Linked DNA regions of Hordeum vulgare: region 1 is linked to region 2. A link is a contact called in public Hi-C data. All regions are on one chromosome and are shown on one strand. Each heading gives the region's core, a stretch centred on a gene start, on an enhancer-like site or on the middle of the called end of the contact. The rest is flanking DNA. Distances are from core to core; before and after follow the strand shown. Region 1 holds the start of LOC123443765 (peptidyl-prolyl cis-trans isomerase CYP57). Region 2 holds the start of LOC123443764 (protein ANTAGONIST OF LIKE HETEROCHROMATIN PROTEIN 1-like).

The links. A called contact is a pair of places that touch in the nucleus more often than the background predicts.
Region 1: a Hi-C map of seedling shows a contact between it and region 2, with 5 times the contacts expected there. The contact joins the promoter of LOC123443765 here to the promoter of LOC123443764 in region 2. A contact is called at or near these places in 1 of 6 Hi-C or Micro-C datasets (seedling) and 1 of 1 datasets of contacts at active chromatin or transcription factors (embryo).

Annotation. Positions count from the first base shown.
Region 1 is chr3H:332,213,621-332,218,283 of MorexV3_pseudomolecules_assembly, forward strand. It overlaps LOC123443765 (peptidyl-prolyl cis-trans isomerase CYP57), which reads left to right and starts at 2,883. Exons shown (of 11, transcript XM_045120291.1): 1 at 2,883-3,260; 2 at 3,464-3,642; 3 at 3,745-3,843; 4 at 3,976-4,079; 5 at 4,169-4,301. The coding sequence starts at 3,041.
Region 2 is chr3H:331,637,844-331,642,834 of MorexV3_pseudomolecules_assembly, forward strand. It overlaps LOC123443764 (protein ANTAGONIST OF LIKE HETEROCHROMATIN PROTEIN 1-like), which reads left to right and starts at 1,478. Exons shown (of 1, transcript XM_045120288.1): 1 at 1,478-3,416. The coding sequence starts at 1,628. The coding sequence ends at 3,226.

The DNA.
Region 1 (4,663 bases), core at 1,633-4,132, 580 kb after region 2:
TCATCTTGACTATAGTCGGAGTTGGAGTGATAACTTCTCTCGGAGTGGTGATCAGACTTGGAGCCACAGACCCATTCACCAACATGAGCTTGATGTCTTCTTCTTGAGCTACTCTTGGTGTATTTGTCCTTCTTCTCCGATTCCTTGCCTCTCCGTGAGTGTCTTCGTTCATGACGATCTTCTCTATTCCTTCTCTATTTGTGAGGTGACTCATCTCTTGAGCTTCGTCTTTGAGGTGAATCTTCTCTTCGTTTGTAGGGAGATGAGCACTCATTGGAGTAGTGACCAGGCTTCCCACAATTGTAGCAGTTTCGGTCACGACTGGACGAACGCTTATCATCATGTCTTGAGCTTGAGCTCTTCTCTTTGCCTCTACTCCTGTAGAACTTGTTGAATTTTCTGACCATGAGGCTTATCTCTTCATCAGTGACAAGATTGTCCTTTGAAGTAGCAGGAGCATCACATGAAGCTTTGTAAGCATCGCTTGACTTGTTGTGCAGCTCATCTTTGTCCTTGAGTGACATCTCATGAGCGACAATCCTACCAATTAATTCAGTTGGCTTGAGATCTTTGTAGTTTGGCATCATTTGAATAAATGTGCACATTGTGCCATACTTTCCATTAAGAGCTCTAAGTATCTTCTTGATGATGAATTTGTTGGTCATCTCTTCACTTCCTAAGTCGGTAATCTCATTGGTGATGAGAGCTAGCCTAGAGTACATTTCAGTGACACCTTCACCATCCTTCATCTTGAACTTGTCAAGCTGACTTTGAAGCACATCGAACTTAGATTCTCTCACAGAATCAGTACCTTCGTGCATATCGATCAAAGTATCTCAAATTTCTTTTGCATTCTCAAGGCGACTGATTTGGTTGAATTCTTCCGGGCAGAGACACTTGAAGACGATGTCGCAGGCTTGTGCATTAAGTTACATCATCTTCAGTTCATTAGCTGTCGCATCATGATCTGGTTCACGCCCTTCTCACAAGAAATCACCTTGCACACCAACACGAATAATAGCCCAAACATGAGGATTAAAACCAAGAATATGCATTTTCATCTTATGCTTCCAACTAGCAAAATTAGCGCCATCGAAGTAAGGACCTCTACGATGATAATTTCCCTCACTAGACACCATACTCTCCTATGTTGTTAAACCAATGAAATGGAGACCAAAGCTCTGATACCACTTGTAGGATCGAAATTATGTCTAGGGGGGGTATTAGACTACTTGACAAGATAATTTTTTCCCCTTTCCCAATTTTAGTTGAGAGGCAGCTATGGTAGTTATAACAAGTCAAGTACACCCTACACATGCATTTCTAAGAGTGTAGCAGCAAAAAGTAAAACATGCAAGTGTAACGTACATGAGTAAGGTAGGGAGATTAAACGCATGAGGTTGACACGGCAAATTTTGGCATGGTTCCGATAGGTGGCGCCATCGTACGTTCATGTTATTGGAGACTTCAACTCACGGAGGGTAACAGTTGCGAGAGTCCATGGAGGGCTCCACCCACGGAGGGTCCACAAAGAAGCAGCCTTGTCTATTCCACCACGGCTTCCGTCCATGGAGGACTAGCCTTACCGACGGTAGATCTTCACGAAGTAGGCGATCTCCTTGCCCTTACAAACATCTTGGTTCAACTCCACAACACGAAGTAGGAGGCTCCCAAGTCCTTGCTCTTGTGCTTCTAAAGATAGTCTCCTCAACACAAAATCACTCTCTCACAGAATATGCATGGGTAGGAGAGGTTGATTTGGTGGAAAGCAGTTTGGGGAGGCTAGAGATCAAGATTCAAATGAATTGAGTGGAATATCTTGGTCTCAACACATGAGTAGGTGGTTCTCTATCAGAAAATGGATCTGGATATGAAGTGTGTGTTCTGAGTGCTTCTCCCATGAATGAGAGGTGGGTGAAGGGTATATATATGGGTAACAACCAAAATCCAACCGTTACACACAAAGTGGCAAACTCGGTGACACTGAAGTTGAAAACTCGGTGGTACCGATTAGCACAAAGGTGTGAACTTTTGAATCTCAGTGAGATCGATATATGAAACTCGGTGGCACCGAAAAGGTGGCTAACGGTCAGATGACCAAACTCGGTGGCATCGATACTCAAACTCGGAAATTCCGATTTTGTGTATCGAGGCACCCGAAAGTTGGTCACCCAAACTCGTTAGCACCGATATGGATTCGGTTGCACCGATTTGGTGGGAATGGCTAGAGTTCCTGTGTGAGATCAAACTCGGCGGGTCTGAAATATGTAAGTTGGTGACACCGAATTTGTGTATGTGAAATTTGACAAAATGTTTTTGTGAGAAAAATGACAGAGTATTTCGGTGGCTAACTTATAGAATTTTGAACAATCAGTTTATTTTACTACCTCACTCCCTTTTAATAGTATTGGCTTTTCTATGAACATAAATGTGATTTCTCACAAAATAGAAAATGAAGAGTCTTCTAGCTTGAAGTTTGAGCCAATATTATTCCTTCCTTGTATCAAGGGACATCTCCACATAATCCTTTAGCCAAAACATCTTTTGAACTTTTCTGAAATATACTTGAAAAACATATTAGTCCAATGATACATTTGTTGTGATCAATTATCAAAACCATCGTGAAACAATTGTGCTTTGAGGATACGAGGTATGTGAATGCACAAAACAAAATATGATGGACCGTCTGGATGCATCCGGGACGTGCCGGGGCGCGTCCACGTGGTCGTGGACGTTTGAGGGGTCTGACTGTAGATGCTCTTAGAGGTCTCAAAATATATCAGCAGTTTTTTAACATATGAGAATACGGAGTAGAAGTGAATCCGCATTCACGTTAAGGAGACGTATTTCATGGCGTGTAAATAGCTCAGCGGCCTTTCTCGTGGAACTGGCGATTTGGTGGAGGCGGTTCTAGAATCGAGCGCAAACAGGCGCAGGCGAAGACCACCCGAACCAGTGGAACCACACTCCTCAAGACAGGCCGACCTGCCGGAGCGCGAGAGTCGAGGCGGCGGCCGGCGGCGTAGGGCAGGCCGGCAAGATGTCGTCGGTGTATGTGCTGGAGCCGCCGACGAAGGGGAAGGTGGTGGTGCAGACAACGGCCGGCCCGATCGACATCGAGCTGTGGGCCAAGGAGGCCCCCAAGGCCACGCGCAACTTCGTTCAGCTATGCCTGGAGGGCTACTACGACGGCACCCTCTTCCACCGGGTCATCAAGTCCTTCCTCATCCAGGGCGGCGACCCCACTGGCTCCGGCTCCGGTGAGATCCTAAACCCTAACCAGACCTGTATATATATAATATAGGGTTTCTGATTCCGGATTTCACTGTCGGCCTTTACAATGATCTGTGTCTAAGTTTAGAATTTTGTGCCTGGTTAACTATCTGTTTGAGCCATATATGTGATTGGTGGATTTGGGGGTGTTTTGAACTGAACCTGATGATTATCAGATATCAACCTGCAGGGGGTGAGAGCATCTATGGGGCACCGTTCGCTGACGAGTTCCATTCACGTTTGAGGTTTAATCACAGGGGTTTATTGGCGTGTGCCAATGCGGGGACACCTCATTCTAATGGAAGCCAGTTCTTTATTACCCTTGACCGCTGTGATTGGCTTGATAAGAAGAATACAATTTTTGGGAAGGTATGTGTCTAGCTTGTCTGTCCCCGTGGTGCATGTATTGGTGTAAACCTTTGTTTCATTGGAGGTGATTACAGTTTACCGTGTGTGTGTGCACGCGTCCAGGTCACTGGGGATTCTATCTTCAATCTTCTGGCCTTGGCTGATATCGAGACTGATAAGGATGATCGGCCTGTATACCCGCAGAAAGTTCTTTCAGTCGAGGTAGTTTTCCCCCTCATGTTTCATTTAGTTCTGGAATACTTCTCCAACAAAGCAGATTCTTCTATCTGTTTTTCTGTTACCTATGAAGCCTAAGTGGTTGTTGATTAGTTACGTGTGTTTCTGCTTTTATAGGTACTCTGGAACCCATTTGATGATATAGTTCCAAGACAACTTACGAAGATTCAGCCTGCTCCCAAGGCTGATGCTGAGAAGAAACCAGAGAAGAAAGCTGTTAAGTATGTTCTCTGCATGTTGGAACCAATTGTCCTTGCAAAGATAAGGTAGTGGTATTGGATTTCATTTGACTTGTCCATTCATCCTATAGGCAACTTAATGTGCTCTCGTTTGGAGATGAAGTAGAAGAGGAGGAGAATGAGGCAGCTTCTTTTGTGAAGGACAAAATAAAGAGTATCCACGATGTGCTGGATGACCCCCGTTTTCTTAAAGTGGAACCACAGGCTGAACAACTGGTCAGTATTATCAATTGTGTCACTTGTGCTTGGGGAAATCTGTAGGATGTTAACCAATCCTTTGCTAGCAAACATATTGGACTAGAAATACCTAGAGACCTTGTCCAACTGGCAGACATGGCATTTTATACTGCGCATCACACTTCTGCTGTGTTAGTGTGCATACCAAACCAGAAATAGGTGTTGCTAGCTTTCCTACTTCGTCAACTAAATGGGACCTTTTTCTTATTTTTTTCTAGCATCCTCTATTTAAAAGCACTAATTACCTAAAGAGCACTTTTGTACAGAGTGCTTTGTTGGACTAATTTCCTGTATTTCGTCTTCTATTGATTATTCATGTAATTAAATAT
Region 2 (4,991 bases), core at 228-2,727:
AGACCACGACATACGATCTCGAGGTAGATCAACTCTGTACTCGATACTCCATCATCAATATAAACAAGAGCAGTACGTAGGGTTTTACCTCCATCAAAAGGGTCCGAACCTGCGTAAAACATCGTCTCCTTCGTCCCCTGTAATTCATCGATCTAAGGTCCACAGCTCGGGACCCCCTACCCGAGATCCAAGGTCCACTAACGACAGCGGCGGGTGAGAGAAGAGGACGTAGAGGCCCGACGGATCGAGCAGATGGAGTGCGAGGCCGAAGCTGAGGAGAAGGAGCGACGTGCTGCCCACCGAGCGTCGGTGCAACCACCAGCGAACGACGTCGTTGTCGCTTAGGAGACGGCCTTTCCCTGGGCTGGCCCGACGCTGACCCTCGTCGACCTCACCGGTCCAAACGACGACGACGAGAAGAATGTCTAGGGCAACGCGTCTCCTCATTTTAGTTTACTTAATTTTACATTTAATGTAATGTGGACTATCGCCGGCCTTCGAGGCCGGCATTAAATTTTTAACAATGGTTTCTCTATTTTAAAATTGTCTATTTTTTTTTTGCTACACCTAAAAATGGATCATTGTCCGCGTTGGAAGCAAGCGGCGATTCAATTACAAAAGCAAACACAATCCAATTAAATAAAATATGCACGTCCGTTTGGGTCGAGAGGTTGCAGGTGCTTTGAAAAGTTTTACCTTTCCATTTATGGTCGGTTAGCAGGATCTCTGCACACGTTTGTGGCACCATGTTGTTTGCAGTAAAATTGAGTGACGTCATTGGAGACGCCCAAGAGAGAACCGGAACGCTTGAACCGATGAACAATCCAGATAGATGACTGTGGGTCCTTGAGCCTTGCCAAAAACGTCAGCGACACGACGAAAGGACGCCATGCCGCCGCGGTTTCTCGATCACCGTGGCCGGCCCAGCTCTCGATCTCACCGCTGTATGGCTCGTTTTTTTTTTTTTGCGGGGACTGTATGGCTCGTTTTTTTTAATTGCGGGGACTGTATGGCTCGTATTCATTAGCAGCACTGCACCAGCAAATTTTGACAGTTTGTACGTACAGTACTCCTCCAGTTTACCAGCTCGCACGTGAGGATGATGGTGCCACGCCGGCATGTCATCCCATTGACCACGTTCGTCCGCTAGTCTCCATTCCCCACCGCGCCGCGCCGTGTCGAGGAGAGGAGGAGTCCAGTCCACGCGGTGTCGTGCGGATCTGCGAAACCGCGTGAACCGCGGCACGCACCCGCACCCGCTCGCTGTCAGCCGGTGGGTGCCCACCCGCCACACCGCGTCCTCGGGGCGCGGCCACCTTCCTGGTTGCTCCTGCTCCACACCAGCGCGGCGCAGGCGCGGGCCGGTCTCGCTTTCCTGCCTCCCCTTCCTTGTCCAAAAAGCAACCCCCGCGTTCACACATCGCCATCGATCGGCCTCGTCGCATCACGGCGTATTTATATCGTTCCCCATTTCACACCAGTCTCCTCGCCTCTCCACCTACCAATCACAGGACGATCGTTTCTCTCGTTTCGTTTCGTTTCCTCTTCAATCGCTGACCCGCACCCACCACCGCACCAATCGCGACTCCCGCGCTCCCGGCCAGCGTTACTAGCTACCGTGACGTATATGAGATCCCCATCCGGCGCCCGCCCCAGCAGCGGAGGAGGTGCTGCGGCAGAAGACGATTTCGCCTTCTACTACTCTTTCTTGCAGGACGCTGCCGCCGCGTCGCCGCTCGCGCTCGACGAAACCGTCGCCGCCGCCGCGATGCCAAACAACCGCCGGAGGAAGCGCGGAGGGGACGACTCCATCAAGGACGGACCGCCCGCCGGTAACAACGGAAGGAAGCGCTCCATCGCCACCATAATAACTTCGCTCGCCGCGCTCGAGGCCGAGGGCCACGCCGACAGCGCGGGGGCCGCCGATGCCTCCCGCCGCGAGCTCGCGCTTCTCGAGTCCAACGCCGACAACAAGTCGCAGGCCATGATGGACTACTTCGCCAAGATGGAGGGCAGCTTTGATGCCGACGCCGAGTCTGAGGCCGCTGCGCGCTCCAGGCGCTCGCAGCTCTCGGCGTCGGCAGCGGCAGCGGCCGTCGTGGCTGCCGAGGAGGCCGCCACCAACACTGCAGCGTCGGCCTCGCCGCCGCGTGCAGGCCACCACCAACGCCGTCTGTGGGTCAAGGACCGGTCGCAGGCGTGGTGGGACCAGTGCAACAGCCCCGATTTCCCAGAGGCAGAGTTTCGGCGCGCCTTCAGGATGGGCCGGGAGACGTTCGACATGATCTGCGATGCGCTCGGCTCCGCGGTGGCTAAGGAAGACACCATGCTTCGCGCGGCCATCCCCGTGCGTCAGCGCGTCGCCGTCTGCATCTGGCGCCTCGCCACCGGTGAGCCGCTCCGCCTCGTCTCCAAGCGCTTCGGCCTCGGCATCTCCACATGCCACAAGCTCGTCCTCGAGGTCTGCGGGGCCATCAAGTCTGTCCTCATGCCGCGCTTCCTCCAATGGCCCGATGAGGCCGCCGCCGGCAGATTCAAGGAGGGCTTCGAAAGATCCTTTGGCGTTCCGGGCGTCATCGGAGCCATGTACACCACGCACATCCCTATCATCGCGCCCAAGATCTCCGTCGCCGCCTACTTCAACCGTCGGCACACGGAGCGCAATCAGAAGACATCCTACTCCATCACGCTCCAGGGGGTGGTCGGTCCTGACCGCGCCTTCACCGACGTCTGCATCGGCTGGCCGGGCTCCATGCCAGACGATCAGGTGCTCGAGAAATCCATGCTGCACCAGCGCGCCGCGGCGGGTATGATGCACGACGCTTGCCTCGTCGGTGGCGCAAGCTACCCGCTCATGGATTGGGTGCTCGTGCCCTACACACACCAGAACCTGACATGGACGCAGCACGCCTTCAACGAGAAGGTCGGCGACATCCGCAACGTGGCCGTGGAGGCGTTCGCGCGGCTCAAGACACGGTGGGCGTGCCTCCAGAAGCGCACGGAGGTGAAGCTCCAGGACCTCCCCGTGGTGCTCGGCGCCTGCTGCGTCCTGCACAATATCTGCGAGATGCGCCGCGAGGAGCTCGAGCCGGAGGTCCAGTTTGCTCTTTTCGACGACGATACCATGCCGGAGACCCCTGTTCGCTCTGAGACCGCCAAGCAGGAAAGGGACAGCATCGCCCACAACCTCCTCCACCGCGGCTTTGCCGGCACCACATTTTTCTGATCAAATCACCTCCTGCCCTCTCCTTGGCTTGGGTACAGATAAAATTAAACATGTAGCGAATTCTTTTAGCCGCTAGTATAGAACATTTTGTTACGATTTATTTGTACACGACGTTCAGACAAAGTGGAAATTCATGTAAACATTCTGTGGAAAAAAATCGGCAGTAGCTGCTGTCGGTTCCTCGGTTTAACATTTAAAGATTTATATACAATTTAATTTACAAATGAAAACCAGAGCTGGTTTAAATGAAAAGCATTTTCCAGTCTGCTGCACTAGAGACCTCCACGTGCGTGGACCGCAGCTTCAGTTTGATCGCCGAGGCCTCCTTTGCTGACTGGACCCCCACCCTCTCTATCCCGCCTCGTGCCGCCTCCCCCGCTTCCCTTCCTCGCGCCCCCTCCTCTCTCTCATGTTGCTGTCGGAGGGTGCCCCTGGATCTGGCCGGGTGGTTTTGGCGTTCCTTGTTGCCGTCGGAGGGTGCTCCCGGATCTGGTCGGATGGTTTCGGCGACGACGGGTCTTCCATTCTCCCACGCGCAACGCCCTTCCTCGAGCAAGGTTCGGCGGCAGGTGCTGCTCGACGCACGACGGTCCGCCTCCCTGGCAGCACGGGCCGGCGTTAGGCGCGGTAACGTTGATGCTCTTGGTGGCGAGGTGGCCTGGTGACGCTGGGTGGCTGGCGGCGCAACCCTTGCCCTGAGGAGCCCATTTCAGTTCTAGCGGGCCGGCGTCGACGTGGCTTAGTTGCCTCTGGCATGGCGAACTGGTGGAGCAGGTCGGACAGGGAGCAGCGACATCGACGACATGCCCTCTCCAGCGCAACGGCGGAAGCTTCACGGGCGTTTAGGGCCTCGCCGTGCTGTCGCGTTCGGTCAGATACCGCGCGTGTGTGTTGACGGGGGCTTCCAGAGAGAGTTTTGCCTTTTATTTGCTCTTATTTGGTTTCATAAAACATTTTGTCTTTTGGATGACTTAATCTTTCGTGTTTGATCATACTTTGATTGTTGATGCTACTATGTTATTCCTTTTTATCTATCTACATGATGATCATTTACCTATTTGTGTGGTGTTATGTGCATTGCTATTCATTTATATCATTTATGTGCACCAATAAAATGTATGTGACATGGAAGAGTGACCCAAGATCCTAATCGATTATGCATTTGCATTCAAACGCAAATTTAAAATAATTCATAAATTTAGGGGAGCATTTGCTTTTCACATACTTATCAAAGTGACGACGCTAATCGTTGATTATATCTTTTGTAGAAGCTCTGATCTATATGTTGTCATCAATTACCAAAAAGGAGGAGATTGAAAGCACAATTGACCTCTAATGTGGTTTTGGTAATTAATAACAACATATGTATCATTAAACTAATGATCTTATCCAAGTATATTTCACAAAAGTTTAAAGATGCATTGGCTAAAGGAGTGTGAGAAGAAACCCCTTGATGCAAAGAAAGGAATAGGATTGGTGAAGCTTCAAGCAAGAGGACTCTATATTTTACATTTGTGAGAAATCACTTTTGAGTCCATATGAAAGCCAATACTATTAAAAGAGCTGAGGTATTATGATGAATTGGTTGCTCAAGTGCTTAGAGATAGCCACCAAAAATACTCAACATTTCTCTCACAAAATCTCTATCCCAAGACAAAACAACAAAATCAGTGCCACCAAGTTTTTCCATTTGGCCCTACCGATTTTCCCAGTGAGAGATCCTTTGCCAAACTCTAATCTCTTGGTACCAGCAACTTTCATATTG